7 separate regions of the Mus musculus genome follow, and regions 1, 2, 4, 5, 6 and 7 are each linked to region 3. The links are chromatin contacts, called in public Hi-C, HiChIP or PLAC-seq and promoter capture Hi-C maps. All regions are on one chromosome and are shown on one strand. Each heading gives the region's core, a stretch centred on a gene start, on an enhancer-like site or on the middle of the called end of the contact. The rest is flanking DNA. Distances are from core to core; before and after follow the strand shown.

Region 1 (3,377 bases), core at 252-2,751, 2.6 Mb after region 3:
CCGTCTTAAAGGGGCAGTGACTCGCCTAGGCCACGGCTTTTAAAGAGACAGAAGATCTATTTGCAGCATTCTTGCAAAAGCTAGGTAAGAATTCTGGTTGTCACGATTGTACTTTTAAAGCTAGAGTGTATCTTCGGAAGTCCCTGGTGCAGCGAACGTGGAAGATTTAACTGAACCAGGTCGGAAAATAGAGAAAAGTGTACGAACGGAGCATTTTAATAGCAATCAGAGGCGGAGCTTCTGAAGTCTAGGGGAAGCGGGAAACTGAGGGGGAGGAGTCTGCAGAGTCATGGGAGGAGCCTCGGACCCCAGAGCCCCAGAGCCTGGCTTGAAACGGGGTGAGGGTTAGTGTCAGGGAAGACTTGTAGATGTCCTCGTGGACTTAGTGTCCGGAATGGGAAGTATTCCTCACGGTTCCGAGGCAGGTAGAGGTGCAGCTGGTCGGTCCCTGTCTGCTCCGCGGCCCAAGTAAACAGCGGCGCGTGCACGTGGGATTTGGGGGACGTGCCCACGCCCCCTCCCAGCAGGACTGCAGCGCATGGGGTGGCGGGTGGAGCCGCGGGACGGTGGCGAGACAGGGAGACTCGACTGCATTCCTGGCCGGTGTGTCAGCGTCGCTGCCCGCCCCTTCTGCGGAGATTTTGGAGACTCCTCCAGCATTGGGATGCTCCCCCCTTCTTCTGAGGCTTTTGAGAACAGAGGTCACCAAGGCTACGAAGGAGTGTTCCCTCCGCCAGGAATCTCCAGACTATGTGTCCACCCTCGCGCGTGGGCGAGAAACTCTGGGGCTCGCCCTTTGTGGGCTTCAAAACTCCAATTCCCAGATAACTCGAAGGTGGCTGGCGATGGACGTCGGTCAGGAGTCTGCTGGGGATTGTAGTTCAGCTTGTTGCTAGGCACGCCAGTAAATCGCCAATGCTGTGATGTTTTGTTTTGTTTTTTTGAGACAGGGTCTCTTTATGTAGTCCAGGCTGGCTCGGAATTCGCTGTGTAGATCAGGATGGCCTTGAACTTTCAGAGGTGCGCCTGTCTCTGCTTCTTAAGTACTAGGATTAGAGGCCCCTTATTTTTATTTTTTGTTTTATTTAGACAGATAACCCGGGGCTTGGAGTCCTGATTAAGGTGGGTCCTTTTCTCGCCATAGTATTGGTCGTGTGAATTTCTCCGCGCCTCCCATCTCCTCCTTAAGTGTCCAAATCTTCACTCAGGCAAGGGGACACTGAGCCTGGAGGAGTGGGAAAGGGCTCAGGGGTTCTTCCCTTGTACCCATAGTGAGGTGAGGGTCTAAATTCTTGTGCATTTCGCCGTCCAGGACGTCCATGATCTTCTGGACCTAGCTCTGGCTGACTGTCAAATGGATCGCGTCTGACTCCAAATGGAAGTGTCCCTGGCGGCGCCTCGCCCATTCGGGACTACAAATCCCAAGGTGCTCCAGGCAACCGCAGTTCCCCCTCCTCCGAGGGACACGCCTCCCTCCAGTCAGAGTCACGTCGTCTAACCTGTTCCCAGGCGACTGCCCCGCCCCGTCCTCCGCTCCCCGCCGCTGGAGCCGGAGCCGGAGCCCGAGGAAAAGCCCCCCGGTGCCAGGATCTGCCCCGACGCGTGAGTTCCACCCCCACCCAGGGTCCAGCCACCCCAGAACCGGATACCGCGTTCCTGGGAAGACTTATTGGAAACTCGGACCTTAAGTCCAGGGGAATAGTGTGGGGAGCTCACGCCTGGATCCCTGGAAAGAAGGAACTGGGGTGCCGACTTTACTGGGCAGATGGATAGGGGGTTTGGACATCTGCTCTTAGTGGTGCTCGGAGCCCTTGGTCCTGGGGAGTTATTGGAGCTGGAATTTTTTGAATACTTTAATTGGGGACCCTTGGAAGTGTCTTAGGGTGCTGTTGAGGTCCCGGGTCTCTGTATTTGGGGCAGATGTGGGAGATCAGGACGTTCTAGAATGGTCCGGCGCCCGGTCACCCTCCAGCTGCCTTCAGCACCGAACCACTAGGTGTTTGAGTAAAATTAGTGGCACTGGACTAGTGGATCCTGGTCTTCGAAAAGAGTGGGACAAGCACGAGGGGCGTGGGTTTCTCAGGAGGCTGTGTGCGCTACACCCCACCTTCTGGTTTTGGGATGGGGGCAGGGAGTGAGAAGCCGGGGCAGCTCTCCAACCTCTTCTGTGCCGCTGAGCGAACCCCAACATGTCATTAGCTGGGGCGTCAGACCTGCCTAACCAGAGGAGTCACATTCGCCCAGGAGCGCCCCCTAGCGGAAGCGGGAGTCAGACCTCTTATTGCCCCCACGGGATGGGAAATAGGTGGTGTTTGGTAAAGTCATTCTAGAGCCCAGGGCAGAATAACAGGACTGCAGGGCTGGATCTGGTAGGCTTCTGTGGCCGTGTACTGCTGCGTTATGCGTTACAGAGAATGGAAGTGGTAAACAGGCTGGCGGGCCATACAGGCAGTTGAATTGGACGTCTCCTTCGCTCTTGTGACAGCTGTCTGTGTGTGGAAGGAATTCCTTCACTGCCACCAGCTTTTCTAATTAACCTTCTTCCTCCTGGGGTGGGGCTCCTTGTGACCCAGAGGTGAGGCATGTTGCCTCCACTTCCATCTGTCTGACCTGAGGTATTATGGGAGATAAGGGAGGGAGGGAGGCTAATTCTGGAGGTGTCTGTCTGTCCTTGAGCCAGGGAGAGGGCAGGGGCAGGCACGCACCTCCCACTGTCTCTCCACCTCTGAGCCCTTATGTAGGGGGATTACGAAGCTGGTGGGGGAGAAGGGTCTGAAGAGGGAGGGTGTTTGCGAATGCCTGGGCTGGAGTGACAGCCTGAAATGAAGCTAAGGAACAATAGCCACAGCTGCCAGCACAGGCTGTGTGTGTCCTGCCAGGCTCAGGTCAGGATGGGTCTCTCTGTCCACACAGGCATTTGGCAATCACCCAAAGGTAGAAACAGCGAGTTCCACCTTCAGTGGAGTTCGTTGACCCCCGAGAGGATGCCTCCCTAGCAATGGGGAAACTGAGGCTGGTCCTGGGAACTTTCCAGTTTCTGTCTGGAACCTTCCAGGGCCTCTCATCCTGCCGTAGCCCTACATTCCTGGGGATAGTCACTGTTGCTCTCTGGTGGGAGAATTAGGGTCCTGTGGTCTAGAGGCTCAGGCGGTTGAGACCACTGGCAACAGAACGCACAGCTCTTAGAAGCGCAGAAGGAAGGGGTTGATGTGTGGCTCAGCCAGTAGAGTGCTCACCTAGCGTGCAGGAAGCCCAGGTTCAATCTCCAACACTGCATAAAAAAGACTGTTAGGGTACATAGCACTGGGAAGGTGGAGGCAGGTGGAATGAGAGTTTAAGTATAGCAGAGAGAGAGAGAAAGAGAGTGAGAGAGAGAG
Region 2 (3,488 bases), core at 470-2,969, 2.8 Mb after region 3:
GAGCTAGAGAGTCTTTTGTCTTTGACACCAGTGCACCGGGACTGCACCAGACACAGCAGACTGAGGCAAACAGAAGCCCTCACGTTTACACCAACCACTATGCTGAAGAAATGACTATGGCTGAGCATGGTAACAACACACACCTGTAAACACAGGCAGGAAGAGTATGAGTCTGAGGCCTGCCTAGGTTACCTAAAAAGACCATCTACCTAACAAGAGACGGGGTAAGGGCAGCTCAGGTGGTGCACTGCACGGCCCAGACTTCTATCTCCAACACCATAGAAAAATGGCCACAGTGGAAGGGGGTGTGGGGGAAGACGACTAGGATTGTGAGGAAAAAGAGCTCTTGCCTTGACACACCTCCAAGCCCAGGGCCCTTCCCTCTGGAGCCCGCCCGCCCCACACTCAAGTCTGCTCACTCACAATCTTCTCATAGTACTCCCGACGCCGCTCCGCCCTCTTCTTGTAGTCCACCATCATGCCTCGAAGTTTCCGCTCATGCTTCCGAGCCTCGTGCCACATGGTGCTGAGGCTTCTGCCTGAGGGAGGAGGGCACCAGACATGTCAAAGGGACTATAAAGACCACGTGGGTAGAGTTACAGTCCTCTGACATGTTGGGGTTGATCCTGATGGACTAAATTCCAAGTCCCATGGCTTCAGGGGAGAGAGAGACCCTGCTGCAGACCAGGACGCTGAGTGCACAAAAGGACTCCTAACAGTCCTGTGGCAGTAGCTCCAGAACTATGAGAAAGCTCTCTGTGACCTAGGTAAGATCTTCTCCTGGGAAAAAAAATCCTCCTAGATTCTGCTCGCTAAAGTCCATATGAAAGACTATAGAGTAGATAGCCTTTGGAAGGCTGATGCAGAACTGTCTTGAGTTCAAGGCCAGCCTTGGTTACACTGTCCAGTGTAACCTAAATATGGAGATCCTACTTTAATTAAAAAAAAAATGGCTGGGAGTGATGGTGCATGCCTTGAATCTCAGCAGTGGGAAGGCAGGACAGGCAGATGTCTGAGTATGGAGCCAGCCTGGTTTATGTACTAAGTTCCAGGCTAGCCAAGGCTACATAGTGAGATGCTGTCTGGAAAAATAAAAATGGAATTTTTGAAATAAAAGGAATGTCTGAAACCGATCCGTAGCTGCCAGGGCTGGGCTCACAAGAACCCCTAAGATCCCTCTGCAGGAACCATGCATGGTACGGGAGGGGGGTGCAGCAGTGTTGTAAGGTAGGTTAGTGGAGAGAGGCAACAGCACAGCCCAGACACGCTTGGGGAGGGGGGTGAGGCCAGGTGAAGGGCGTGGACAGAGGATGAAGATGGTCAGGCGGCTGAGCTCTAAAGGAGGGACGTGAAGCCGGCCAGGCAGGCTAAAAAGAGAGAGTGCGGCCCTGGGCCGGAGCGATGGGTGAAAGACAGGGACGGAGCTGCGTCTGGGGACCAGGGTCCGTGCCGAACCCCAAAGCCCGGATTCGGGCCTGAGGAGGGGCGAGGGGCGCAGCCTGAGGCCTGTCAGGGCGGAAGCAGGCGGGGCCGCCGTCGGGGCCCGGCGGACACCCACGGTGATCTCCGGAGCGCCTCGGACAAGGATGAGGTCGACTGCCACCGCTCGGAAGCCGGGAGGTCGGGGTCGGATGCCTGCACTCACCGGCCAGTCGCCGCCTCCCACTGCTGCGCTCGCGCGCGCTCACGACCCACACCGGAAGCGGAAGTGAGAGGTTGAGCGAAGGAGAGAGGCGGCGCTGCACAAAAGGCACTTCCGCGGTCGAGAGGAAGGGCTCTGGGATGTGGGCGTGGCTCTCGCGATTATGGGCGGGGCCTGCAGGGTGGCACCATCTGGGACCTGTCCTAAAAGTGAGAGCTTAAGTAGAGGAACCCAGAATTCCAGACACGTTTTGTTGTTGTTTTTAAAGATTTATTTCTTTTAGGGGCTGGAGTGGTGACAATCGATTGAGAACTGGAAGCTCTCGCCAAGGTCCTGAGTTTAATTGCCCGCACTCACATAGGGCTCACAACCAGTCTCTTTTTTTTTTTTTTTTTTTTTAAAGATTTATTTATTTATTATATGTAAGTACACTGTAGCTGTCTTCAGACATTCCAGAAGAGGGAGTCAGATCTCATTACAGATGGTTGTGAGCCACCATGTGGTTGCTGGGATTTGAACTCTGGACCTTCGGAAGAGCAGTCGGGTGCTCTTACCCACTGAGCCATCTCACCAGCCCAACAACCAGTCTCTTAACTGTAGTCCTATGGGATCCAGTGCCCTATTCTGATGTGCATACATGCCGAGAAAACACCCATATGCATAAAATACAAAAATAGAAAAGTCTTTTTAAAAGATTTATATTGCCGGACAGTGGTGGCACACGCCTTTTAATCCCAGCACTTGGGAGGCAGAGGCAGGTAGATTTCTGAGTTCGAGGCCAGCCTGGTCTACAAAGTGAGTTCCAGGACAGCCAGGGCTACACAGAGAAACCCTGTCTCGGAAAAAAAATATTATGTGTATGCCTGAAGGTGTATGTTTCTCTGAGATGTATACACACACATATATATTATATAATTTTATTTAATCCTATATGTACATATATATGTATACATATATGTACGTGTATATGTATATATAAATATATATGTATACACACAGACATATATGTGGGATTAATAAAAATTATCTGTAGGTTGTGTTCAGTTAATTCAACAATAGCAGGCTAGGAACAGAAAGGCCAAGAACTCAGTAGATCAGTAGATGCTCGGGCTACAAGGCTGGATGCCTCAGCTGGTCTTCAGTATACACTAGAACCACAGAGAAGGCTCTAACGCCAGTGAAGGAATGGACTTGCTAGCAAGACGATGGCAAGCAGGCAAATACCTAAAGCTTCCTTCTTCCACATCCCTATATACAATCCAGCAGAAATCGTGGCCCAGATTAGAGCTGGATTAAAAGTGTGTCTTCCCATCTCAAGATCCAGATTAGAAATTGAGCTTCCAGGGGCTGGAGAAATGGCTCGGCGGTTAAGAGCACTGACTCTTCTTCTGGAGGTCCTGAGTTCAATTCCCAGCAACCACATGGTGGCTCACAACCATCTGTAATGGAATCCAATGCCTTTTTCTGGTATGTCTGAAGACAGCGACAGTGTACTCACATACATAAAATAAATAAAATCTTTTTTAAAAAGTAAGTGGATCTTCCTACTTCAATTTAAGCAAAAATCTCTCACATGCATGCCCCCCCCCCCATTTTTGGGTTTTAGTTCCAGATGTAGCCAGGTTGACAACCAAGAATAGCCATCACACATCGTGAGCTCCTATGTAGATGCTGCTATTGAACCCAGGTCCTCTGGAAGAGCAGCAATAACTCTTAACCACTGAGCCATCAGGCCAACCTCTCAACTACAAATGTTTTGTTCCAAACAAACCTAGAGTTTCCTAGGTAAAGAAGAAAGAAGACCCCCAAAGGCTCAAAAAACTAATTTTTATTGGGAAAACTGAAC
Region 3 (3,056 bases), core at 396-2,895:
CCCTGCCTCTCTCCTCCCTTGCTTCTTCCTTCCCTTCCTTCCTTCTCCCCACTCTCTCCCTTCTTTGAGAAAAGATAATAATACATTCTTTTCCAGTAAATTCAAAAATTAACAACACTATCCTTCAAAAGCTATGATGGAGCCGGGTGGTGGTGGTGGTGGTGGTGGTGGTGGCGGCACATGCCTTTAATACCAGCAGGGAGGCAGAGGCAGGTGGATTTTGGAGTTCAAGGCCAGTCTGGTCTACAGAGCAAGTTCTAGGATAGTCAGAGTCACACGAAGAAACCCTGCTTCCTTCTCCAACAAGCCCTCCCTGCCCTCTCTCAGGCTAGCCTTTCCCAGCAGCCCCTCATTCCCATCTTTACTCTGATGTCTGTGGCCCAGGCTGGTCATGACCTTGGAATCCTTCCATAGTTGGGATTGCAGTCCTGAGAGCTGCGGGTGAGCGCCTGGTAGAACAGACTGAGCCCTGTAGCCTCCTTTGCTCCACCTCCAGGCAAGCTCCAGACTTTCCAAAAGAGCCATTCTTCAGGGCGTTTCTCAAGTGGTCAACAGAGTTCAGGAAGGGACTCTTGGCTGTCCTCCTCCTTCAGCCCAGCCTCTCACTACCCTGCTTCACCCTTTGGGAAGCCCCAGACCTTTCTCCCACTGATGAAATCACAAGGAATCCGGGTAGGAGGTTGGGCCAAAGAGCTGGCTGGAACCAGTTTGAGTATTTCTCTTACTAGGGGCAGGCAGTGGGGCAGAACGCTCCTAGCCAATCCTGATCCACAAACTTCAGCCTCATTTTCCCCACCCTACATGTCCCAAAGATTCTGGATTCAGCAGACCTCTTTCCTCCTCCTCTTCCTCCTCCTCCTCCTCCTCCTCTCTAAGTCTGTTATTCTTACAGTTGATGGGTAACAGTGTCTAAACTAAGAATGTTTGTGGTGAACTGGCCATTTAAATATTTTTTGCTACATTTATTTATATATTTGTTTATTTGTGTGTGTTGCATGTGCCATGCTCCTGTGGGGAGGACCCAATCTGTGACTATCTGAGGAAAGAGACTGGGTTGCAGCTCAAGCATGAGGGCCTGAGTTCAAATCCCCCACATTCAATGTTGGGGCCTACTGGCCCCTCCTCCCTCCCTTTCCCCAATTTGTTTCTACAGACTGGGTTTCTTTTTCTTTATGTAGCCCTGGCAGCCCTAGAACTCGCTCTGTAGACCAACCAAGGCTGATCTTGAACTCACAGAGATCTATCTGCCTGCCTCTGCCTCCTGAGAGCAGGGATTAAAGGTGTGTGCCACTCATCTGTCTGCCCTTTCTAGGGGTCCTTCTGTGGAATATCAGATATGATCCACAATTAGATTCTTTTGACCAGTGGTGAGGTGCGTGTGGGTGGGTGTGGGTTGGATAGTTTCCCAACGCCCCGCCCCTTTTGGAGGCTTTGCACCCTTTCTGGCTCGATGCCCTTGCCCCGGCCCCGCCCCTGGCTATGCATTGTTATTCACCCTAGGTTGCCCACTGTGATCTTGGCTCCGCCCCTCGCTCGCCACCTGGCGCCGAATGTTCCATAACCAATCAGCGCTTGCGGGACGGCCTCCGCCTTTTCAAGTCCCGCCCTCCGCTTTTTCAAGTCACGCCCCTCCGCCTTTAATCCTGGTCGCTTCCGTCTAGCAGCCTCAGAGACACGCGGCGCGGCCTGGGAGGTTTCTCCTTGGCGCCACTTTCCATATCCCCCGGGCTGCTTCCTATTTGCATCTGGAAATTTGATTTTTCTCTCCAGAGCCCGAAACGCTCGGTCCACTCCTTCTAGGGCTCCAGTACCCAAGAGTCCGAGAGCCAGGCGTCCTAATCCTGGGATCTCGGTCTCCCGGAGCAAGGCATCCCGGATCTATGCCACTTGGGTTGAGCTTCCTGAAGACCTCAGCTACCTGAGTTTCCTTACTCCTTCAGGGAGTCAAAGAACCCTCTGAAGAGCTGTTCCCTACTCCAACAAGGCGCTCTCAACTCCCAGTTTTCGGGGATTCGACATCACCAGGAAAAATAAAGGGATCTCCGCATACAGCTCAGGGAGCCTAGGACCCTCCAGTTTCCGAGATCCGGTGGACGCATAACTTCAAGGACCGCTGCAAAGTTTCAGCCTCCATTCTCGGTCCTAAGGACGTCACACCTAGTCTCCAGGCTCACAAGGAACCTCCCTGTTACGGCTCAGCATGGCAGTGGATCCCCCTAAGGCTGACCCCAAAGGGGTAGTAGCGGTGGATTCCACCGCGAACGGTGGCCCCGCGCTGGGATCCAGAGAGGACCAGAGTGCGAAAGCAGGTGGTTGCTGCGGTTCCCGTGACCGGGTGCGCCGCTGCATTCGCGCCAACCTGCTGGTGCTGCTCACGGTGGCTGCGGTGGTGGCTGGCGTGGGGCTGGGGCTGGGGGTCTCGGCGGCGGGCGGTGCTGACGCGCTGGGTCCCGCGCGCTTGACCGCTTTCGCCTTCCCGGGAGAGCTGCTGCTGCGTCTGCTGAAGATGATCATCCTGCCGCTCGTGGTGTGCAGCCTGATCGGAGGTGCAGCCAGCTTGGACCCTAGCGCGCTCGGTCGTGTGGGCGCCTGGGCGCTGCTCTTTTTCCTGGTCACCACACTGCTCGCGTCGGCGCTCGGCGTGGGTTTGGCCCTGGCGCTGAAGCCGGGCGCCGCCGTTACCGCCATCACCTCCATCAACGACTCTGTTGTAGACCCCTGTGCCCGCAGTGCACCAACCAAAGAGGTGCTGGATTCCTTTCTAGATCTCGTGAGGTACGTTCCCGCCAGGCAGTGGGGTGGTTAGGGGCCAGTGCAAGCGTGCAATCTTTCTGCTTTACCCCCTCTGAGTACAGGGATTACCCGTGTGTGCCGCCACTAGTCACCAAGGTTGAGTCCTCCAGATTGAGTCATGCCTTCTAGAATCTAGGAAAATAAGGTAACGGTGACAGGACCGCTAACATCTTGGAAGGGTGAACTTTTACGGAAGTTCTCCAAATTTGGGGGCGGGCCTAAACATGGAGGGCTTTTAGAGGAAGGAAAAATAATAAGCCTTC
Region 4 (3,105 bases), core at 39-2,538, 2.9 Mb after region 3:
GTCCCTGCAGACCCCGCTGGTGTATTCACCACAGCAGGGATAAACCAGCAATTTCCTGAGCTGTGTGCACCCAAGGTCTGGTTGGAAATGCCAGAAAGACTCAGTCAGAAAAGGTGGGTTCTACCTCATCACTTGAGTGTATCTGTCCCCCTCCTTTGAGACCCTACAGCCCCTCATCCCGACTTCTGTCACTTCCCGAGTCTGTTTACGCTACCATCTCCTCTCCCACTCCCCTCACTGCAGGGACATGACTGGAGACATCTTTATAGCCATAAGGCTGGCCCTCTCGCCCAAGTCCTCCATTAACCACTGGGGAAATAAAGACCCAAAGGAAGAAAACTTGTCCAAGGTCACATCCAGTCAGCTACATGCACCCCTCCCAGTCGGTACTCCTCACCCCTGAGCTGCCTCCTACACGGCAGTGACATCCCAGTGGGTGGGTCGACAGCACCTTGCTTCCACTCCATCAATTCCAGCAGAAGCCTGCACGGTGCCTGAGTGAACTGCTATGCTCTGAGGTCTCAGTTTATTTGAGGTGGTAATGGGTTGGGAGGCAAACGCGCCTGGATCAATTATTTCTCTATTTATTTGATCAGCTTGGGCTAAAACAGCGCCCATCTCAGCCCAGACCACCCACAGTCAGCTTTTTCCTAGAACGGACACCAAAACTAACCTGGGTGACCTTCTACAAGCGCCTTCGTCTTGTCGTCCCTCGGATCCTTGTCTGTGAAATGGGTCGGTCGGCCTCCGCAGCCCATGCCCTCTACCCACCACAATTACCGTATTTGCCCTGAGCTTGAAAACTCTCAATTAACCAACCACTGCCCCCGATCTCGGGCACTGCGGAGCGGACCAGGAACACCAGCCCTCTCTAGAAACAGTGCTGGAGGCTGGAACCACACAGTCGAGGACCGAGTCTGCGCCCCTCCGCGCCACCCTCTCCTCCGCTCGAGCAAGGAGTCCGCTGGACGCCCGGCGCGAGCCTGCAGGAGACCCGGCGCGCAACAGGGCCGGGTTCCCGCCACCGTCCGGCCTCCTGGGCGGCCGGGCGCCGCCAGGGCCCAATATTCAAGGTCCCTCTGGGGCATGGAGCCCCCGGTGCACCGGGTTCCTCCAAAAAGGACAAGACACTCCCTGCAGGGGTGCCCCCCGCTGGGGAAGAGCCCCCTCAGGCACCTCTCGGCCTCCGTACCTGACCAGAGCTGCCTCCCCCGGCCGCCACCACGGCGCTGCCGGCCCCGTCCGCCTCCTGCGCCGCCGCCATCTTCCTGCTCCGGGTCCCCGCCCCCGCCGCCAGCCCCGCCCCGTCCCCGACGGCGCCAGCGCGATCGCGCGAGATTTTACGCTTAACCCGTCCCCACCAGGCTTCCGTATCAGAATGGAGCGCCTCAAGCCACGCCCTCTTGAAGGACCAACTAGGCCACCGTACTCGACGTCCGCCCCTTTCACCGCAATTTGGTTGTTTTGGTCTAGCAGGGAGTGACTTCTCCGAGTGCTTGAACTTTCTATAGCAGGAAATGCTCTTTTCATGGGTTCTACTTGTTACACTCGGCCAAGGTGGATGGTTATTTTTTTGATTGTATGGTCTTCCCAAGCAATTCCACCGCAGTTCGGATGGCCGTTTCTTCTCGGGTTTTACAAAGTCGATGGTTTCGGAGCTTTTCCGGCCACCGTAGCGATTCGCTAGAGCCACGCCCCTCTTGAAGAGAAAACCCCTCTCTGGCTGCGGATTTTCGACCTAAGGGGTGGTCATTACTTTGTTCTTTTCGCTTCTGATGCGATTTCCTTGTCTTAAGCTTTCGTCATCAACCCTCGGAGACTGTAGTTCATCCTTAGGCCGTATCTGCTTTCTTACGGACACCACACCTGGAAATGGGACCCTAGTCACTTTTTTCAAATAAAGACTCGTTTATTTGTTTTATGTACACGAGCACTGTATCTTTATGTCAGCAGAGGGCATCAGATCACCTTATAGATGGTTGTGAGCCACCGTGTGGTTGCTCGGAAGTAAACTCGGGACCTCTGGAAGAGCAGATATGCTCTTAGCCGCTGAGCCACCTTCATCCCGGACCTTAGCCGCTTTTAGGCCGCTTAGTTTAGCACTCGTCTTCCATTAGGGGTCTGTGCTTTCTTGCAAACCTCGAATCTTTAAACACAAAGACAGGATCTCATTCTGTAGCCCAGGCCGGCCTCAACTCCTGATCCTCCTGCCTCAGCCTCCAGAATACTGGGATTAAAACATAACATACATGAGAGTAATAATCCTATTTTCTCCTTTTGTTTGTTCGTTTTGATGGGTAAAGGGAAAGGTCTTGAAATGAAGCCCTGGCTGTGGCAAGCATAGAACTTGCGGCATCTTCTAGCCTCATCCTCAGGAGTGCTAGGAGTGCTATCGGGGATTACAGGTTATGTCTCAGCACATTAAACAAGTGAGAGACCAATTCCTTTGGGTTCAGACTCCATCTCAGAGAATCTGACTTAAGATTGAACTCAAGTAAACTAACAGGCCGGTACCTAGCACTAGTTCTAGGCTACACCGCAACAAGAGCTTGAATAAAAAGATCCTAATGCAATTGCTTTGGATTTGGCTCCTTGGTGGTCTTTTTGGGGTTCACGAACGTTTGTTTCATGGCACAGCACAAGAACACCATGATTTTACATTAGATACAAAATCTCTCAAATTGTTAGCTACAAAGTTAGTGAATTATATCAGTTACAAAAAGTTCTCAAATTTTATAGTAACTAAAAAGTCAAAGATTGTTAGACCACAATCAAGGACTGGGAGTGTTGGTGCTCGACTTTAGTCTCAGCACTGAGAAGGCAGAAGCCAGTGAATCTCTAACTTCACCTGTTTCAATAAGCAATTATAAGATACCCAACAGGAAGACTGAGAACTGAACACTGATCCTCTGGAAACAAGCCCCCTTAATTGGTGAGAGTGTCTATATCCCTACTAAAACACTCTTTAAAAAAAAATAGCCGGGTGTGCTGGCTCACACCTTTAATCCCAGCACTTGAGAGGCAGAGGCAGGCAGATTTCTGAGTTCGAGGCCAGCCTGGTCTACAAAGTGAGTTCCAGGACAGCCAGGGCTATACAGAGAAACC
Region 5 (3,498 bases), core at 363-2,862, 2.7 Mb after region 3:
AGCTGAATTTAGGAAACAGGACCAGAATGGATAGGGGCTAAGCTACTTGATAGCCACAGAACCTGGGTTGGGGAGCCCGGAATTGTGCTAAGAATATCAAAGAAGATGCGAGGATTCGGCTTCTGTCGGCATTGATCAAATGCTACCACGCATTGGAGGCCTCGGTGATCCAGGAACAAAAACAGAGTCAGATGCCACAGGTGGTACGAATGTTCACCAAGAGGCAGAGTCAGGTGGGGGGACACAGAGTGACAGCCTAGGCTCTAGGTCCCGGGTCCTGCTCGGGCTCCATACCAGGGACCCCTCGTATGTCCGGCAGCAAGCGACAGCCAGCCACGATATCCAGGCGCTCGGCGAGCGCGCAGAGGTCCCCGCGCGCCAGGCGCACGCTGTGGGCGGCTGCCAGCCCGGTGGCCTGAGCAGCCGCCAGCCTCCCCGCCAGGGCGGCCACATCGCGACCCGCACGGCGGTACACGCCGCTCACCGCAGCCGCTACGTCGTGGTCCAGGCGCGTCTGGCTCTCAGCCAACCGGAGCTGCAGCAGCGAGCGCGCAGGCGCCATGGCAGGGGTCTCCTCCGTGCCCCAAGTCTCCGCCGGATCGCGCTGCACCACGAGCGGGGGCAGGTCGACCGGCACAACCGTGGGCTCGGGCTCAGGCTCCGAGTCGGTCTCCGCCGCCTCCCCGGCCACACGCAGCCCCGTGGGACGGCCGCGCGTAGGGCCCGAGGGACCCAGGTATAGTTCCTCCTCGGACGAGGATGCAGACAGCTCCGAGTCGGTCTCCGCAGCTTCCCCAGGTACCACTGTCCCCGGCCTTCTCCGCCGACCCTGGGATGACTCCATGGCACGGAGCTGGAGAAGAGGAATTGAGCGGACGTGAGGTCCCGAGTCCCAGCCCCTTCACCGCCATCCCCAGCGAGTCCTGACTTGGGCCTCAGTTTCCTCGTGTACACATGGGTTGGAATTGTGCACCTCTGTATCATTTGTGTGCACACCGGGGACATCAAGGACCGTCCAGGCAAAGCCTTAGAACTAGGTCACACGAGATGGCTCAGCTGGGAAAAGGCACTTGCAATCAAACCTGACGCCAAGAGTTCGAACCCAGGGACCCACATGGTGGAAGAAGCGAACTGAGGCCCGTACAGTTGTCCTCTGAGCTCTACACGCGTGCTAGAGACGCACGCGTATATATACATTAACTAATATAAAATAATAATAATGACTTTAATTCCCAGCACCGGAGGAGAGGCAGGAAGATCTCTGTGAGTTCGAGATCAGCCTGATCCTCAATAGTGCCAGGCCATCCAACATTACATACATAGTGAGAACTTGTCTCAAAATAATACTGACAATAATAAAGTAAGTTTTAAAAGCTTTGTAACCAAGAGTTCCCAGAGTCCCACCAGCACAGGCCACACCCTCCACTGTCCTCCTGGCCAGCGAGCACTTGGCCGCAATAGGCACCAGGGCAAACAGAAAGGACAGCCGCCCGAGGGGACCCTTAACAAGAGCCACCGACACCAGAGTCCCGGAAGGAAGGCCATACCGGGTCTCCGAGGCTCCGAGCCCAAGGGGTCCGCTGCCTGGCGGAAGTGAGCCGGTCTCTCGCAGCGTCACGTGAGCCGAGTTATGGCCAATAGGAAAGCGGTTAGACAAGTCGCTTCCGTAGTGTGGGTTTATTTATTTATTTGCTTATGTATTTAGGAAAATTCCGTTTGACGCGTAAATTTATTTTTTTTAATCTTGGACCCTCACAGGAATCAGAGACTCAGCCAATTGGATGTCCGAAGACTCGGGAGCAGGGAGGGAAGCGAAGAAAGGGCGGAAGATGTTAACAGCGCGGCCAAGGAAGGGGCTCGGTGGACCCGCCTCCTGGCTTTCAAGAAGCAGGCGGAGCTAAATAGGATCACCAATCAGATCGGGCCTACCTCCCGAGCTGACCAATGGGAGCCGGAAGCGTTGGCCAGGCGTGAGGGTCGCGAGGCGGCGTATGGCGGACGCGGTGCTATTCGAGTTTCTGCACACCGAGATGGTGGCGGAGCTGTGGGCCCCGGACCCGGACCCAGGCTCGGGGGTGAGCGGCACGCCGTGGCCTCGGGGTGGAGAAGTGGGGTGTGATCGAGCCTTATGGCAGGTCATTGCTGAGGCGGAGCGAGATGACTTGGGTCAAGGCGCTCAGTTCTAGGCCTCGTCCTGGGGCGCCGTTGATAATTAGGGTAATTGGCTGTTATTGGGCTCAGATGAGGGCTCGCCTCACCACCCACTTAGTATGCAACTCAACATCTTTAATCTTCCTATCCTTCCGTTTCCTCCTTAGAAAATGCACCCTCAACCATACCCGGTCTCATCTGTCCCCTCTGCCTGTGTGCTGGATAAAGTGCGTGCTGATCGCGCTACACCCCAGCACACAGTGAGTTTTTTAGTATGGATTTGCCCCTGTAATGAGTAAAGACCCCACCCGGTAATGTGGAAGGTGGCGCTGGGATCACTGAAATATTGTAATCAATAATAGTTACCACCACTTATGTGTTCCTTTGTGCCTTCCTGTGTGTCATACTCCCATCCACCTCCCATTGTCTTCCTTCTCATCCTAGGGAGGTCATGAAGAAGCTGCTTTGTGCAGAGGCACATGCTCTGGGAAGGAGGGAGCCTGCTTCCTCTCTGCTCTGTGTCACCTTGACTCTAATAAAGAGATTAAAATAGCTTTCTGTGAGCCTGCACAGATATGAGCTTGCCCAGGGCTCTCCTCGTAGCTCCTAACTGCTGCCACCGACTGTGTCCGTACTGGGGGCCCTACAGCTGAGGTAATAGAGTTAGTGGGAGTGTGGCCCGATCATCAGGTCTCAGGAGCCTCCCTGATTTTTTGGGAGGGTGGGGGTGGGGGGGTTCGAAACAGGGTTTCTCTGTGTAGCCCTGGCTGTCCTGGAACTCACTCTGTAGACCAGGCTAGCCTCAACTCAGAAATTCACCTGCCTCTGCCTCCCAAGTGCTGGGATTAAAGGCGTGTGCCACCACGCCCGGCTGCCTCCCTGATTTTATAGGCTACATGGCAGTTTGAACTTCCATGACTGTGTGGGAGTTCAAGACCTGCTGCAGAGACTGCTCTGCTCTCTCTTTTCTTCCCTGAGTATCCCTACGCCAACCCGACTCTTGAAGCAGGTTTTCACTGTATGACCCAAGCTGGCTTCTGGTGATCCTCCTGCCTCTGCCTGAAAAGTACTAGGATTATGGGCCCTCCCGTGTCTGGTTTGCACATTGCGCCTCCAGTGTGGTACAGTCAGCCTCTGCATCCCAGAGTGCTGCATCAGTGGTGGCGCACGCCTTTAATCCCAGCACTTGGGAGGCAGAGGCAGGCGGATTTTTGAGTTTGAGGCCAGCCTAGTCTATAGAGTGAATTCCAGGACAGCCAGGGCTATACAGAGAAACCGTGTCTTAAAAAAAAAAAAAAAAAAAAACAACAAAGGATATCTCATCTCACTTATATACTGTTCCACTCT
Region 6 (3,453 bases), core at 377-2,876, 2.8 Mb after region 3:
CAGCCTCTACTAAGGCTCTCAAGGTTTCGAGGGAATTGGGAACATATGGAGGTCATAGGGAGTAATTTGCAAGGCCTTCAGCAGGGTGTGGCTACTTTAGATATGCTGGCCAGGGAGGCCCTGGGCCCTCCGGAGGACAATTGAGTCTGTGCCTGAATAACAATATGAGGAACTTCAGAGCTGGCCTTGGAATTCACTGGGCTGCCTGAAGACACCTGGGGCCGGACACACAAGGGCCCTAAATGTACCAGAGCTTGGGGTGGGTGGGTGGGGGAGGACATTCAGCAAACACTCCTACTGTGATGTGGTGGGTGCCAGGAAGAAAAGAGAACTCAGAAAGGATTGAGGGTGGGGCAGGGTGACAATGCCACTTCAAACTGTGTACCCGAGAGAATTCATATCTGAGGAAGTTGGGGGGGGGGCAGAGAGGACAGCTGGCCCTTTGGTTTCAACTCATAGCCTAGGATTAGGAAGACAATACTTCTGTTATGCTTCAAACCTTCCCAGGCCCCTGGTACCAGTAAAACCAACTAACCTCAAGTAGCCAAAGGACCCTCTGGATGTGACCCTACCCCAAGTCCCTGTCTTGTAATTTCAGGATGCATAGGCTCCTTCCTGGCTTTTCTCCGTTCCCTCAAAAACCTCAGGTCTTCATATTTATTTACTTATTGAGACAAGATCTCCCCAGATAATATCCTGGTTGTCCTGGGACTCATTATATAGACCAGGCTGATCTCAGGAACTCTTGGGTAATCCTCCTGCCTCTGATTCCAACATGGAGTACTGGGATTACAGTGTGTACTACCACCACCTCGCCCCCCTCCCCAAAAAAAAAGGCTTTAAAAATTTTTTTTGTTTGGTTTTGGTTTTTTTGGGGGGGTTGTTTGTTTTGGGGGGGCTTTTCCAAGACAGGGTTTCTCTGTATAGTCCTGGAACTCACTCTGTAGACCAGGCTGACCTCAAATTCAGAGAAAAGCCGCCTGCCTCTGCCTCCTGAGAACTGGGATTAACGGCGTGCACTTTATGGACATTTTATGTAGTGACCACTCCCTCTTACTGCCGCCCTCCATACCCACATTTTAAGGGTTATGGCGTGCTAGATACTGGAGAAATGGGTTGGTTTGGGATGTAGACCAGTCGGTGGAGAGTGCTTGCTTAGAGTGCAAGAGGTTCTGAGTCCCATGCCCAGTGCCACATAATGCAGGTGTAGTGATGCACCCTGTAAAACCACCGCAGGAGAGGTGGAAGATCAGAAAGTTCAAAGCCATCATCCGTTACATAGCTAGTTCGGGCTTAAAAGACAAAAAAGAAAGAAAATGGTTTAAAGTGAAATTTTCTTAGTATACGTCCCCTCAGTGAGATGTCCACCACTTCTCGCTTGGGGCGTGAGGCGCGGGATCCCGATGCTAAGGTATCACCAGGGCCGGGGGGTGGGGTGGGGGCGAGGAGAGGGATATTGAGAAGAGCTTTTTTGCACCCTCCCGGGTGAAATCAAGGCCTGTGGAGGAGGGCACAATTTGCATACAGGTCCCTGGGCAGCGGGCTGGGCGGGGAAGGTCGAGTTTGACCTCCGAGACTGGCCCCGTAAAGACCCCGCCCCAGTGGGCGGAGACAAGGTAGGACCAGCACGTGTAAAAAGTTCGGCGCGGGTCGCCCAGAGCCACTCACTCACCTGAGCGCCTGGCCACCGCGCGGATTACCTGGATCTGCGCCCTCTCCCCATGTCCCGCCGCAAGGCCGGCCGCGTGCCTCGCCGCGTAGATCCCGATACCGACACCGACATTGAGATGCCCGATCTTGTCATGGATGTAAAGCCGGACCTCGACTTGAGGTCCCTGGCGCAGGGGCCCTGGATCGCGAGGGACATGCCCATATCGGATGTGAAGCGTCAACTCCAAACTGCCTCGCGCCCACTCGGCGCGCCCAGCACGTGTGCCCCGCGGATGCCTCTGAGTTCTAAGTCTTCCGGTGAGTCCCTAGCCCTCGCCCCTGCTAGTATCGGGACCTTCGGTGCTTCTCCCCTGGGGATGGCCCCGGGACCAGCCTGGCCTCCCCAGCCCTCCCCTCTGATCTCCGGGTTTCCCCCTCTCCAGCTTGGAGCCCTCACCCGGAGCCGGGCTCCACCCCACCATTCACCACCCGCTTCCTCCCTGCAGACCGCCAGCCATGGACCGACAAGCACCCAGATCTGTTGACCTGCGGCCGTTGCGGGAAGATCTTTCCATTAGGGGCCATCATCGCTTTCATGGATCACAAAAAACAAGGCTGTCAGCTTCTCCAAGTCTCCGACCCCATCTCAGGTAAGTAATTCAGGGTGCAGTTCACTCCTGATCCAGGGTTGGGCTTCCTGCCCTGCGGAGGAGCTAAGGTGGACAGATGGGGCACCAATCATTACTTCCCTTTTCTCCTTGATCCCCTTAGGGTAGAACCTAGGCGTGGCTTGGTCTTGCCTGTCCTAGGGCAGGGACTAGAGATGGGGCGGGGGCTGGGCAGCGAGAGGAAGGCCACCCACAAGGTGTGGCCAGCCCCAGAAGACTGGCCCGGGGTTTTGCCATACACCCCTAATTTAGTTTCACTTCTCCTTTCCCGTGGACAGAAATAACTGACCAGGTGGCTGGACCGGGGTTGGCAGTAGGGACCTGGTGGAGGATGGGACAGTGGCCTGGGGAGCCGAATGGAGGGTACTGCACCTATTGTGTTTTGATCCTTCTTATTGAGGTTCAGACAGTTCAGAACCAAGGAAGGGGCATCAGGCTTGTTCCCCTTCCGGATCTCCCAGCCCCTGGGAAGCCCCTGGTCTGGGTGCTGCATACTGTCCTATATGGAGAGGAATTAAAACTGCGTGATGGTTGGTCCATCGAGTGAGCTCTTGTTGGCTGTGAGATTTTAAAATTTGATCCGAACTTGAATTTCCAGCTCCCAGTGTGGTGCCCAGGTGGAACTTGGGAAATGTAATTTTATTTGGGCCTGGGCCAGGGAGGGTCTGTAATCCAATCAGCTTTGGTTAAGGGAGGGGCTAAGATGGGTTCACCTGAATAGCAATAGGGGCACTTGATGTGGGTCACTGCTAAGTTTAACATTTTAGGCGGGGTCTCATACTAGCCTAGGCAGCTGGTATTACTGTTATTATAGGCCTGGATAGCTGTGGGTACTTTGTTTCTTGAGACTGGGTTTCTATAGGGCCCTGAGTGGCCTAGAACTCTATGTAGACCAAGCTGGCCTCCAAGTCACAAAGATCTGCCTGTCTCTGCCACCCGAGTGCTGGGATTAAAGGCGTGTGCCACCACCTCTGGTTTAGCTTTGTGTATTTTGATATCTGAGGCAGCTGGAATTTGAGGGCTTATAGGGACCAAAGCTCTCAGCTGTCTCCTATTTGAGGTCACAACCCTGGAAGGGGCCCCTCAGATTCTCATACTCTAGCAACTGAGAAACAGGCAGAGAGGATAGATCTAG
Region 7 (3,483 bases), core at 865-3,364, 2.6 Mb after region 3:
CACGCTCGCTCTCTGACATTTCAGAGATTCAGAGACACGCGTCCTTGTATTTTATTTTTTAAATGGCATGTAATTCTGTTTTGTTTTATGTGTATGAGTGTTCTGTGTACTTGGTACCTTAGGAGGTCTGAAAAGGGCGTCAGATCCCCTGCAACTGGAGTCACAGATGGTTGTGAATGCTGTGAATCTAGTCCTCAGCAAGAGTAGTCAGTGTTCTTAACTTCTGAGCCATTTCTCCAGTCCCTGGTTCTTTTTTCATGGGGGAGGGGGTAGTGGGAGAGTCTTCCTATGTATCCCTGGCTGATATGGAAGTCACTGTATAGATCAGGCTGCCCTTGAACTCACATAGATCGCCTGCTTCTGCTTCTCCAGTGTTAGGGTTGACACCAATACATCCAGAGGTTTTGGTTTTTTTGTTTGTTTTGTTCAGGGTCTTGCTTTGTGGCACAGGCTGGGCTGGAAGTCACTAAGTAGGACATAAGCTAGTTTGGAACTTGCTCCAGTCCTCCTGCCTCAGCGTTCTCGGTGCTGGGTTTACATGCGTGCTGGTGGTTGCCACCACTCACTGCGGTCTTACTGCACCCTTTTAACCTCAGCAAATGATTCCAGGTAGAGAAACTAAGGCATTCAGTGGGAACTTGCCTCTGTCAGCGCTTCCTTCACAGAACACACGGTTCAGGCGCGCCCTCTAATGGCAAGGCTTATGCACGGCACTCTGATTCCTTGGCAGCTCAACCCCTTTCCTTCCTAGGATCAACGGTTACTTACTATTAAATTTGATAAATTAACTAGTTTTGAGTCAGGATCTTATTTTGTAGCTCTGGCTGACCTGGAAATCACTCTGTAGGTCATGCTGTCCTCGAACTCACCGAGATCCGCCTGTCTCTGCCTCGTGTGTTGGGATTAAATGTGTGAGCCATTTCGCCTGGCTACTATTAATAGTTCTGTTTTGTATCACACTTCCAAAGGCCTGGGGCCATGGCTCAATAGTAGTGTCTCTGCCTAGAATTCACAGCGTAGGCATGTGCTTGTACACACACACACACACACACACACACACACACACCTCACAACTAGGAAAACATTAAAAAAGATATAGAGGGATTACATATGATGACCTTTGGGCGTGCCCTCTCTCAATACACGAAGACCAAAAGAAAATGGAGAATACGTTGGTAAATGCATGCAAAATTTTAAATGGAGAATTTTTAAAAGTATGAACTCGAAGGAAAGATTTGCAGCCTAATGAAGTGACTAACAGCATCAGCCCTTAAGCATCACTCCAACAAATGGGCGGTAATCAAAAGATGCTCATCTCCTTTTCCTCCCCCTTTTTAATTTAAAAAACCGTTGAATTGCTCATTTCGAAAAAATGGGCAAAGGATATGAGCCAATCTTTGTTAAAAGGAATAGGCAAAGGAAATGAGCAAGAACAAAAAATATATAAGACCATTAAACTATTTCCTTAGCAATCACAGAACTACAAGTTGGAACGGGGTGAAACTGTCCTTCCAGGAAATGAGTCATACTAAGTCATTCATGGGGCCCAGGTCTCGGAACACAGGTGTCCCTTCCTTCAGGAAGCCCGTCCTCACACCCCAGCTGGGTCAGGTGCCCCCTAACACGGGCTCAATGTCCTCTGGGCTCTCCCTTCCCGACCCTGCCCGCTCTGGGTTGTCCCTGTCTGACTGTCCCACTGGACTTTAAGCCACAGCTGTCGGTATCAGTCCCTGCTTGGGATGCAAGTGGGGAATGGCTTAGAATGAGTGAGTCAATGTCTGTGGGCTGAGTCCACCCACGCTTACAGGGAGGGCGTCCTCTGAAATCTCACCTCCCTCCTCTCTCTCTCTCTCTCTCTCTCTCTGTCTCTCTCTCTCTTTGTCTCTGTCTCTCTCTCCTTTCCTCCTTTCCCTCCCCCACCTCCTTTGATCATCACTGAGCCGGATCTGGAGTCTGGGAAGCGCTCAAGAGGGCCTTGGAACACAACTACTTGAAGTCAAAGTCTCCCAGGTACCAAGATGCACAAGCTTCCATCCGCCCCAAACCACAGCGGTCCTCCAGGACCATAGAGAGCAGCGCGAATAGAGTTCCCCGCTCTAACTCCTCCGGGGAGCAGCGAGACGAGCGAAGGGCCAGAGCGGCCGGAAGTGAGTCTAGCAGGAGTTGTGCTGGCTGTGCTGGCGTTGTGTCGCCTCTGTTTCCCCCCGTGGTATTTCCTTCTAGGCATCGGGAAAGACCAGGTGAGTTTTGGCAGTGCTTAGACGCAGAGCTAGGACCGAGAGGGACAGGGTGGAGGTGGATGGAGGCCGGGGATTGATGATTGGCAGCGGAAGAAGCCAATCATTGCGGAGGCTGAGACTAGGCCGGGACTGGGCGAGGCGAAAGCATCCAGGTGTGCCCCTGGGGGCGGGGCCAATTGCCTCTGAGCGAGTGTCGTGCGGGAGTAATAGCAGGTAGGCGGGGCTATAAGACCCGTAGACCAATCCGGAGTGAGAAGGAGGAAAGGGGCGGGCCCACTGGTTGGTCCTCTGGAACCTAACGCTAGCGAACCGGGCAACCTTTTGTGGGATGGGGTGGGGATACCACTGTGAGCCAGAGTTTCCCTCTGGAATATGGAAATGCCTACGACGATGTCGCCACGCCTTTCAGGCCCCAGATGGACCCTGGGAAGGACGAGGAAAGTCGGCCACAGCCCTCAGGACCACCCACCAGGAGGAAGTTTGTTATCCCACTGGAGGAAGAAGAGGTGCCCTGTGCAGGGGTAAGAGCGAAGACTTGGGGGCTCTTGGGAGTTAAAAGGATCCCTGGGACTACGGTGTGAGTTTAGGCTTGGGTTGCTTTGGAAAAATAACCTGCCATGCTCTGCAATCCTCGGTTTGCCCGTTGGTAAAATGGCATGACAGGGTGGTTAAGGGAGAGGCTGGCAGCTGGGCAATGGCCAGTGATAGCTTTTGTTTGTTTAGTTTGGGTCTTCGATTGGGTCACATGTTTCCTGGGCTAGCCTTGAAATTGATGTGTAGCTAGGGTTGGCCTTAAATCCAGTTCCTCCCATCTCCACTTCCCAAGTGCTGAGGTTATAGCAATGGAACATCCTTTTGTTTTTTGTGTGGATGTTTTGCATGCCTGTATGTCTGTGCACTACATGCATGTAGACCTGCAGAGGCCAGAAGTCATTGGCTCCCCTAGACCTGGAATTGAATCCAGATCCTCTTGAAGAGCAGCCAGTGCTCTTAACTGAGAAGGCATCTCTCTGGCCTCTAAAACATGTCTTTGTGCTGTCTGTACACACATGGATGAGTGCTGTGAAGCTCCTGTGAAGGGCAAAAGATAACCCGTGGGACTTGATTTTATCCTTGTACTGTGTAGATCCTCAGGACTGAACTGAGTGAGGTCACGAAGCTGGCAAGTACCTTTACCCACTGAGCCATCTTGCCTGCCCCCCCTTCCTTCTTTCTTTTCTTTTCTTTCTTTTTTTCTTTCTTG

What was found. Promoter capture Hi-C pulls out the DNA fragments that hold promoters and counts their contacts. Hi-C and Micro-C count contacts between places; a contact is called where the count stands out from the background. HiChIP or PLAC-seq counts read pairs in DNA pulled down with a chosen protein or histone mark. Capture Hi-C pulls out chosen DNA fragments and counts their contacts.
Region 1: a contact with region 3 is called in a promoter capture Hi-C map of stem cell-derived epiblast-like cells, with 6 times the contacts expected there. The contact joins the promoter of Ppp1r13l here to the promoter of Slc1a5 in region 3.
Region 2: a contact with region 3 is called in an H3K27ac HiChIP or PLAC-seq map of embryonic stem cells, with 4 times the contacts expected there. The contact joins the promoter of Clasrp here to the promoter of Slc1a5 in region 3. A contact is called at or near these places in 2 of 115 datasets of contacts at active chromatin or transcription factors (embryonic stem cells and large pre-B cells).
Region 4: a contact with region 3 is called in a Hi-C map of B cells, with 6 read pairs. The contact joins the promoter of Clptm1 here to the promoter of Slc1a5 in region 3. A contact is called at or near these places in 1 of 484 Hi-C or Micro-C datasets (B cells) and 2 of 115 datasets of contacts at active chromatin or transcription factors (astrocytes and embryonic stem cells).
Region 5: a contact with region 3 is called in an H3K27ac HiChIP or PLAC-seq map of embryonic stem cells, with 5 times the contacts expected there. The contact joins the promoter of Bloc1s3 here to the promoter of Slc1a5 in region 3. A contact is called at or near these places in 2 of 39 promoter capture datasets (embryonic stem cells and liver), 3 of 115 datasets of contacts at active chromatin or transcription factors (astrocytes, embryonic stem cells and large pre-B cells) and 1 of 9 other capture datasets (adipose tissue).
Region 6: a contact with region 3 is called in a promoter capture Hi-C map of adipose tissue, with 2.8 times the contacts expected there. The contact joins the promoter of Zfp296 here to the promoter of Slc1a5 in region 3. A contact is called at or near these places in 1 of 39 promoter capture datasets (embryonic stem cells), 1 of 484 Hi-C or Micro-C datasets (B cells), 2 of 115 datasets of contacts at active chromatin or transcription factors (astrocytes and embryonic stem cells) and 2 of 9 other capture datasets (adipose tissue and liver).
Region 7: a promoter capture Hi-C map of embryonic stem cells shows a contact between it and region 3, with 7 times the contacts expected there. The contact joins the promoter of Ercc1 here to the promoter of Slc1a5 in region 3. A contact is called at or near these places in 5 of 39 promoter capture datasets (the 3T3-L1 cell line, embryonic stem cells, maxillary cranial neural crest and 2 more) and 1 of 115 datasets of contacts at active chromatin or transcription factors (embryonic stem cells).

What each region holds. Positions count from the first base shown.
Region 1 is chr7:19,359,715-19,363,091 of GRCm38.p6, forward strand. Ppp1r13l (protein phosphatase 1, regulatory subunit 13 like) reads left to right here and starts at 1,502. Exons shown (of 13, transcript NM_001010836.3): 1 at 1,502-1,602.
Region 2 is chr7:19,602,767-19,606,254 of GRCm38.p6, forward strand. Clasrp (CLK4-associating serine/arginine rich protein) reads right to left here and starts at 1,720. Exons shown (of 21, transcript NM_016680.5): 1 at 1,646-1,720; 2 at 424-539. The coding sequence starts at 522. Relb (avian reticuloendotheliosis viral (v-rel) oncogene related B) reads right to left here. Exons shown (of 12, transcript NM_009046.2): 12 at 3,456-3,488.
Region 3 is chr7:16,779,701-16,782,756 of GRCm38.p6, forward strand. It overlaps Slc1a5 (solute carrier family 1 (neutral amino acid transporter), member 5), which reads left to right and starts at 1,646. Exons shown (of 9, transcript NM_009201.2): 1 at 1,646-2,775. The coding sequence starts at 2,201.
Region 4 is chr7:19,663,742-19,666,846 of GRCm38.p6, forward strand. It overlaps Clptm1 (cleft lip and palate associated transmembrane protein 1), which reads right to left and starts at 1,289. Exons shown (of 14, transcript NM_019649.2): 1 at 1,193-1,289. The coding sequence starts at 1,264.
Region 5 is chr7:19,506,758-19,510,255 of GRCm38.p6, forward strand. It overlaps Bloc1s3 (biogenesis of lysosomal organelles complex-1, subunit 3), which reads right to left and starts at 1,613. Exons shown (of 2, transcript NM_177692.4): 1 at 1,548-1,613; 2 at 1-853. The coding sequence starts at 844. The coding sequence ends at 257. It overlaps Trappc6a (trafficking protein particle complex 6A), which reads left to right and starts at 1,913. Exons shown (of 6, transcript NM_025960.4): 1 at 1,913-2,075. The coding sequence starts at 1,992.
Region 6 is chr7:19,575,661-19,579,113 of GRCm38.p6, forward strand. It overlaps Zfp296 (zinc finger protein 296), which reads left to right and starts at 1,627. Exons shown (of 3, transcript NM_022409.2): 1 at 1,627-1,968; 2 at 2,157-2,300. The coding sequence starts at 1,722.
Region 7 is chr7:19,342,957-19,346,439 of GRCm38.p6, forward strand. It overlaps Ercc1 (excision repair cross-complementing rodent repair deficiency, complementation group 1), which reads left to right and starts at 2,115. Exons shown (of 10, transcript NM_007948.2): 1 at 2,115-2,240; 2 at 2,650-2,761. The coding sequence starts at 2,657.